2 separate regions of the Macaca mulatta genome follow, and region 1 is linked to region 2. A link is a contact called in public Hi-C data. All regions are on one chromosome and are shown on one strand. Each heading gives the region's core, a stretch centred on a gene start, on an enhancer-like site or on the middle of the called end of the contact. The rest is flanking DNA. Distances are from core to core; before and after follow the strand shown.

The links. A called contact is a pair of places that touch in the nucleus more often than the background predicts.
Region 1: a contact with region 2 is called in a Hi-C map of fetal cortex germinal zone, with 2.0 times the contacts expected there. The contact joins the promoter of HSDL2 here to the promoter of INIP in region 2. A contact is called at or near these places in 2 of 14 Hi-C or Micro-C datasets (fetal cortex germinal zone and fetal cortical plate).

What each region holds. Positions count from the first base shown.
Region 1 is chr15:45,924,429-45,928,560 of T2T-MMU8v2.0, reverse strand. HSDL2 (hydroxysteroid dehydrogenase like 2) reads left to right here and starts at 2,666. Exons shown (of 11, transcript NM_001199126.2): 1 at 2,666-2,919. The coding sequence starts at 2,903.
Region 2 is chr15:45,593,400-45,597,361 of T2T-MMU8v2.0, reverse strand. It overlaps INIP (INTS3 and NABP interacting protein), which reads right to left and starts at 1,619. Exons shown (of 6, transcript XM_077968323.1): 1 at 1,489-1,619; 2 at 282-362.

The sequences.
Region 1 (4,132 bases), core at 1,417-3,916, 330 kb before region 2:
TACAGTGAGCCATGATCGTGCTGCTACACTCCAGCCTGGGTGACGGAGCAAGATCTTATCTCAAAAAAACAAAACAAAACAAAACACATTGTACTAGACTGTCTTAGTATTTGAAGCTTGAACAGATACACAGAAAAGACAGAGAAGCCACCTACAACGCATTCTAGAAAGAAGATCATGCTGCTGAGGATCATGGAAGTATCCTGGTTCCCATTGTCAAGCTTAGTTGTTCAGCTCTTCCTTAAGTTATATAAACTATCCCAGAATTCTTCTAAATTCCCCAACCCCTTTAATTTGGTTTAAATTAGCCAAATCAGGTTATTGTTGCCTATAACGAAAACTTAAGGGAAATAAATTGGTTGGGAGAATGTGTTGTAGCCAGTAGCCTGTCAAGAAAATGTTGCATTTTTAAGTGGTTTTGTCAAGCTGAGAAGGGATGAAGTGAGGGAGACTTATCTGACTTTCAAGATACTTGGCTTTCAAACCATTTGTTTTCACTTCTTGACTGTGTTATCACCATCCTCCCAGGACTTTACACCAGAAATCTGAAGGTCACCACTGATACCATCTTCCCCTCTTTGTTCCTATGTCTAATCATTAGTTACATCTGCCAGGTTCCATACCTTGAGTATGTCTTTTCATTCCCACTATTACTGCCTTAGTTCAGGTTACTGCTTTTCTTACGCATTACATTACTATGGGCTTTTAAATGGCTTCTGTGCCTTTATCTACTCACAAACTATTCACGCTGCAGTCAGAAGTGTTCTTTCTAAGCCAAAATTATTCACTTCCAAAATGAAGATCTAATTATGTTCACAAGTCCTCTCCTTCTTCACCCATTCCCCACTCTAGTGTTAATCTAATACTAGGTTAATCAAGGTAATGGGGTAGAAGGTCATGGGTAACTCCAAATCACACTTTAAATGAACTCTAGTCAAAGTACTGAATACAATGGATATAAACTTGCTTAGAAAAACTACCTCTAATAATTTAGGAATAAATTTGCCTTCTGTGAAAGCCATTCCAAAGTACAAAAATAGTATAATTACAGGTATTTAAGCTCACAAAATATCAAGGTTATGACTGAAAAATTGGCAAAGGTTTTTTGTTTCGCCTCTTAGTTGAGCTCTGTGTAACAAATGGAAATAGAAGCACACAAATTCAAGAGAAGGGACTCTAACAGACTGAGGATATTGTGGCTTTCAAAAAGGAGAGAACATTTTAGATGATACGAAGAAAATGTCACCCCATTACTCAGAATTCACTCTATTCGACAGATATATACACCCCTCAGCAAGTGCTCCTAAGGATGAGAGGAGAGTAAGTTTTTCCATCTATCTCTATCAACACTCTTCCTAAAATACCTAATGCCTAACAAGTCTAAAGAACACACTGGCTACTCATACCTCCCATAGGCAGAGACCTTGTCCTTTTTGTCCTGCTGTATCTCAGGTAACCAGCAGTCACTGAGCGGATGCTAATACATTTGCAAATTCCTCTGGAGCCTCTAAAGACCGTATCATGAATCATCAATTCAAATGCCTATAGGAGTAGGGCAGGTGATATGATTGAGTAAACAGAGTCATTTTAGGGCCTATAACAAAGGGGAGAGAGGCCAGGAGCGGTGGCTCACGCCTGTAATCCTAGCACTTTGGGAGGCCAAGGTGGGCCAATCATTTGAGGTCAGGAGCTCGGGACCAGCCTGACCAACATGGTGAAACCCCGTCTCTACTAAAAATACAAGAAAATTAGCCGGGCGTGGTGGTGCATGCCTGTAGTCCCAGCTACTTAGGAGGCTGAGGGAGGAGAATCGCTTGAACCCAGGAGGCGGAGGTTACAATGAGCCGAGATCCGCGCCACTGCACTCCAGCGTGGGCGACAGCGAGACTCCGTCTCAAAAAACAAAACAAAAACAAAGGGGAGCCTACAACTACATAAGCCATCTCCAGGCTAGTTTCTTTAACGAGTCTTCATATAATAATCTCCTCAGGGTCCTGTTTTATCCCTACAAAATACAAAACAGTTCCTCGTGTCTTCCTTCAAATATACTACAGTCTTTAGCTCATCAGGGTAGCTGAGTTAATCCAAGGCGTAATCCCAAAAGCGAAACTGAATGTCAGAATCGATCTCATCTCAACACTCATTCCAGAAGTAAAAACTTCTTCTGCAAGTTCAGCTTTTGACTAGGAATTCTTCAGCGCGACTTTTGCAGAGAGCTCTGTTCCAAGAAGCTGGCGGCTTAACACAAACTATCTACTCATGCACAAGGTGAGGCTGGCTTGGGTCCAGATTCGGCGGTAGAGTGGAAAAGTTACGCGGGCCGACTTTAACCACAAAGGTAATTTCTGCCCAGGGCTAGCGTTCCCAGAGGAGCCCGAGGGCGCGCCAGGCTCGGGTGCAGGGGCAAGAAGACCCAGAGCTAAGCACCCTCTGAGGGCCCGCCGAGGAGAGGGCGGGCTCAGGGCTCAGAGACCCTCCCAGCTTGGAGCCAGCGCTGGAACACGATAGCGCGAGGAGAAACCCCTAGACACGGCGAAAAGGCTAACGTAGCGGATGACGCTGCCCAGACGTTAGGCGCCGACGGGAGCCTGATTGTCACCGTAGGACCAGTGAGGGGGCGGGGCGGAGCTGTGCCTCAAAGCGCCTGCGCGGAGAGCCCCCTCTCAGGGACCAGGCTGGGAGGCGAGGAAAAGGAACGTGGGGCGCGGGAGGCCGACTGCATACGCAGGCGCACTCGGCGATCCCGGCTTTTCGGCGCACCCGTTCCAGCACAGGCCTTGGGGCGGGGCCTCGGGTGCAGGGGCGGGGCCGGGGCGGGGATAAATGCGGAGGGACTGTCCGGCTTTCGCTCTCAGCTCGCAGCCGCCGCAGTCGCCGCCACCTCCTCTGATCTACTAAAGTCATGTTACCCAACACCGGGTAAGGGGGTCGGGGCGGCGCGGGGAGAGACCCGGTCGGGCGAAGGGCGCGTCTCGGGGGGGCCGCCGCTAATCGCCCGGGCTGGCCGGCCCGGCGGTGGGAAGTCAAGGATGCTGCCTGGGCACGCTCTAAGCTCTGGTCCGCGTTGGGCGCTGTGCACCGAGAATCTGCGGTAACGCGTGAAAAGGAACACAAAGTTTTGTGTTACAGGGTGGCAGCAGTGTAGAAACCTCTTCCACTGGTAAAGGGCCGAGGGTAAGTCACTCTGCCGCCCGCAGTGCTGGCCCTCCCTGAATTTAGCAGGAGTGCATGCCTGGCCGAATGCGTACGAGTTCTAGGTGAAAGGTCGCAGGAGCAGCTCCAGAGTTTAAATGTAGAGTTTTCACTGTTCCTGACGCTCAATTCTAGAGTAATAATGGAGTGTTTAAAAACTGATTTCCAAATTAGAAACAAATTAAACCGATCTTAAAACATAGGTATCTTTTAGGGATTTTTTTCACCTTAAAAAATTGTGTTAAAATACGTATAAAATTTGCCATCTTAACCATTTTTTAAGTGTACACTTTAGTAGTGTTAAGTAGATTCATATCGTTGTGCAGTCAATCTCCAGAACTTTTTTCATCTGCAAGCTGAAACTCTACCCATTAAACAACCCCTCTTCCCCACCTCCGCTCATCCATTGGCAACCACCATTCTACTTTCTGGTTTATGTAAGGTCTGGGTATCTTGAGTTGAGTGACGTGTTGTCAGATTTTGTGATTTGCCTGAAACATGCAGGCATATAGCCAAAGACTTAAAACAGTTCAAAGAATATAGGGTAAAAAGTGAGTCTCCCCATCCGTAAAATCTAGTCCCCCAGTTACTTATGTTATGTTTCTGTTTCGTGCATGTATAAACATATTCTGTATACATCCAGACCCCCCCACACACAGGTACACAGACACACACACCCTTTCTTAAAAGTAGCAGCAAACTCTATTCTTGGTCTTGCTACTTTTAGTTGGTATGTCTTGGGACATTCTTTTTTTTTTTTTTAAAGACAAGGTCTCCCATGTTGCCCAGACTGGCCTCTAGCCTCGAACCCCCAGGCTGATGTTTCTTCCTTCTTAGTCTCTGGAGTACTTGGGATTACAGGCATGCACCACTGTGCCCAGGAACAAACATTTTCGGTACATGCAGATCTTCCGCCTCCTTTTTTTTTTTCTTTTGAGAC
Region 2 (3,962 bases), core at 370-2,869:
TTACAGGTGCCTGCCACCACACCCAACTAATTTTTGTATTTTAGTCGAGACAGGGTTTCACCATGTTGGCCAGGCTCATCTCGAACTCCTGACCTCAAGCAGTCCACCCGCCTCAGCCTCCCAAACTACTGGGCTTACAGGAGTGAGTCACCGCTCCTGTCCTGCTATTCATTTTTTAAATTCTGGCTACAGTAACTGCCCTATGCTAAATTTTCTCTTATTCAAATACATTTACTATACGGGGAAAATGTTCCTAGTAAAGAAATTCCCGCTGTCATTACCTTGTCCTGAAGAGTTTGCTGCCATTTTCCTATTTTGTTTCAATTATGTCCAGTGGCAATTGGTCAGCACTTCACAATCACCTGTAAAATATGTGTACACACATATACAATGCACCATATTTTAATCACAAACTAAAAGGAACAGTTAGCCTCCCTCCTTACAATGAAATGTTTGCTGTTTCTTAACCTCTTCACAAAGATACATTTGAAATGTACACGGACTGAAATCCCACATGTAAACTCTGCTAGTGTCTCAAGCATTTAATTAAATACGGCATTGTTTATTCTTGCAGATGTTCATACCATTTAGCATTACTGTCTTTAATAAACATTAGGTTGTATTTACCAAATATATCAACCAATTGATAAGAGTCAATACAATCATGCTGTTAGGAAAAAAAATCATTCACCTATGGTGTCTCTGCATTCGTCTAAAACACATACCCAGCAACTACTGTGTACGCTGAAAGCTAAAAAAAGAAAAGGAGTAGTGTACCTGCTCTACACCATACACTGTGTAAGATGCTCGAAATTAGTTCCTTTATTTATTTATCAACATTTTATAGATGAGGAGACCGTACCCAGGGTCATAAAGCTAGTAAGAATTATTTGGGCTGCTGGTTTCCAAACTTCGTGCTTTCGTACTAAATCCTGGGGAGATCCAAGATGAGCAAGATCCTACTCCTACTCTCAAGGAACATATAATCCGATGGGAAAATAAAGTCTTATTCAAGCAACCATATACTATTAATTTAAAAAAAAAAAAAAAAAAAAGCTTAACAAACGCGCTCTTTAAAAGGTGGGCACAGTGCCGGAGGCACATAATTAATTTCATTGGGAGCAAAGAGTGACGCCTTAGTCTAGGGAGCCGGGAAAGACATAAGAAATAGAAAACAGGCACCGGTTTTTAATAAACGAATCGTTAGGTGTCTACAGCGGCTGACAATGCCGGGTTAGGACTGGAGGACAACAGGGCCATCTTGTGACAGGGCTAGACTGGCGTGCCAGAAAGGTCCCTGCCTGCGGGCGTGCAGAGCCGACTGGGCCAGGACTGTGAACGAGACGAAGGAAGCAAGTAGCAGCGAGAAATGTTGGGTGGCAAGGTCGGAGGGGAGGTCGCTGCCTGTAGCAACAAAGACGGCGGCGGCAGGTTAGGACCGGGGCCACACTTTTCCATTCCCCGGGGCCGCCAGACTGTCGTACTTACCTGGGACCCGAGGACACCGGGACCGCCTCGCTTTCCAATCGCGGCTCTTAAAGGGGGCGCGACCACTTAGGCAAAAGGAGCTCAACTCACCGCACTACAACCTTCCCGCCCCCGCTGAGCTTCCGCCTCCTGACTGACGTGCGCCCCAGGGAGCGGAAACCCCGCCTCCCGCCGGGACCCAACGGCCACCACCCGTCGCGATTCGCACTTTAGCGGCCACCTCAGTGCAGACGTCACTTTTTCTCCAAAGAGTGACAGTCGAAGAGGCTCACGGGAGATGCAAGCAGTACTGTTGGGGGGCGGGGGGCCAGGGTGGGGCGTGGCTCGGGGCGGGGCAGGGCGGGGCTGTCAGGCAGGGGCGGGACGGAGAACAACTGGGTCCCTAGCACCAAGACTGGCTTCTTCTTCATTGCCACGGCCTGGCCGGTCTTGTGACGGTGCGAGTCCACCTTGGCTGGGCCTCGGAGGAGAGGCGAGTCTAGAGGCTAAGCTCGCTTTCGAGCTTTAACAACCATCTCGGATTGCACATCCGCGCACACACATACACACACACACACAAATTCAGGAATATTTTTTGTCTACAGTTTACACAATTATACACAATGAAAGCACTGAACATGGAGGATTTTTATTACAGTGCAATAATCTGCATTTAAGAAGTGGATGTGCCACATCGCAGAACACCAAGATGCCATGAGTGAGATCACCTGCTGCCCACCTGATTCCAGCACAATAGATATCTACACATTTGAATTAAAAGGTAATCTTATATTTACATGTGTTCAAATTGCACTTTTTTTAATTTAAAAAAAATGTTTTTTATAGAGGCAGTGTCTCGCTTTGTTGCCCAGGCTGGTCTTGAACTCCTGGCATCAAGGGATCTGCCCACCTCAGCTTCCCAAAGTGCTGGGATTACAGGCGTGAGCCACACTGCCCTGCTTAAAATTGCAGTGTCTTAATCTCTTCTGAAAGATACATTTGTAAAACACACAGACTTAAATCACAAATGTAAGCTCCCCAAGCGCCTCAAGCATTTAATTAAATAGAATGGATAATGAATTTGAACATGTGTTTTTAATAATCGATGTTTGCTCAAGAGTAAAATGTTTATGATACACAATTTTCTTGTGCACAGATCAATGACTGAAATAATCGTTTCAATACCAAGTATTTATTTACTCAAAACCAAGCATGTATTTACTCTATACCAAGCAGCTATTGAGTGCCTTCTACAATGCGAAGTGCTTCCTGTGCATCAGCTCTGGTCCTGTTGTTTCCTGATTTACATTTGAGACTCGTGTTTCTTGCTCTATGTCAAATAGTGAGCTAAGATTCAAATTGAAAGTTCTGCCAGATGCTAAGTCCTGAGTTCTTAAATCTCACACATTGCCTCTGTTCTGGAGGAAAGAATTCCTCTGAGACCAGTTCTTGCTGACTTTACTTTAATCCAGATATAAAGCCTAACACATGAGCATTTTGATGGTAGGCCAGGAGCCCTTTCAGTTAAGAGGACTTCGTGAGTTCTAGTATGACTAAAAAGATGACTGAGATCTAAATGGCTGATAGAACCTTAGAATTTTTTTTGTTTTGTGGCCTAGCTAGGCAATATAGAAACTAGGGTACAGAAAGTTCCAGTCTAAGTTTCAAATGGACATTCTGAACAAAGCTTATTTAAGGAGGTGAGAGAAAAAAGAGTTCTAACCCTAAACAACATTTTATAATTTCCTAGTAAATTCAGCCTCTGAGAGTTGAAAGAACATGATCAGGAGAAAGATAAATTTAACTTGCTTCCGATTCTTTTGCCTTTTACTTGGTAGGTCATAGCCCTTGAAACCCTTCTGTCTTCTCCTAGAGTTTTTGGAACTTTTGCCTCACTGTGTTAACCTCTAACGCAATGGTTAATAGTGAGTCAGTTTACTTGAATGCAAATTCGAGCTTTAACACTTAATGATTGTGAGCCCTGGTTTAACCTTTTGGTGCCTCTGTTCTATCATCTATAAGATGGGAATAAAAATAAATGATTGGGTATACGTAAATCACTTAGAATAGCACCTGGCACATAATAAGTACTCAATAAATGTTTACTATTAGAATATAAACAATGAACAATCTGTTGTACTGGGTATCTTGGCAAGTGGTCAGTAGGTCAGCTGAGCCTGGGTGTGGTGGCTCATGCCTATAATCACAGCACTTTGGGAGGCCAAGGCAGGAGGATTGCTTGAAACCAGCCTGGGCAATATAGTGAGACCTCATCTCTAGAAAAAATCTAAAAAATTTGCCAGGTATGGTGGTGTGTACCTGTGGTCCAGCTATTTGGGAGGCTGAGGTAGGAGGATCGCTTGAGCCCGGGAGGTCAAGGCTACAGTGAGCTATGATCACACCACTGCACTCCACTCCTGCACTCCAGCCAGGGCAACAGAGCAATAGACCCTGTCTCGAAAAAAAAAAAAAAAAGGTCAGCTGAGAAATATATT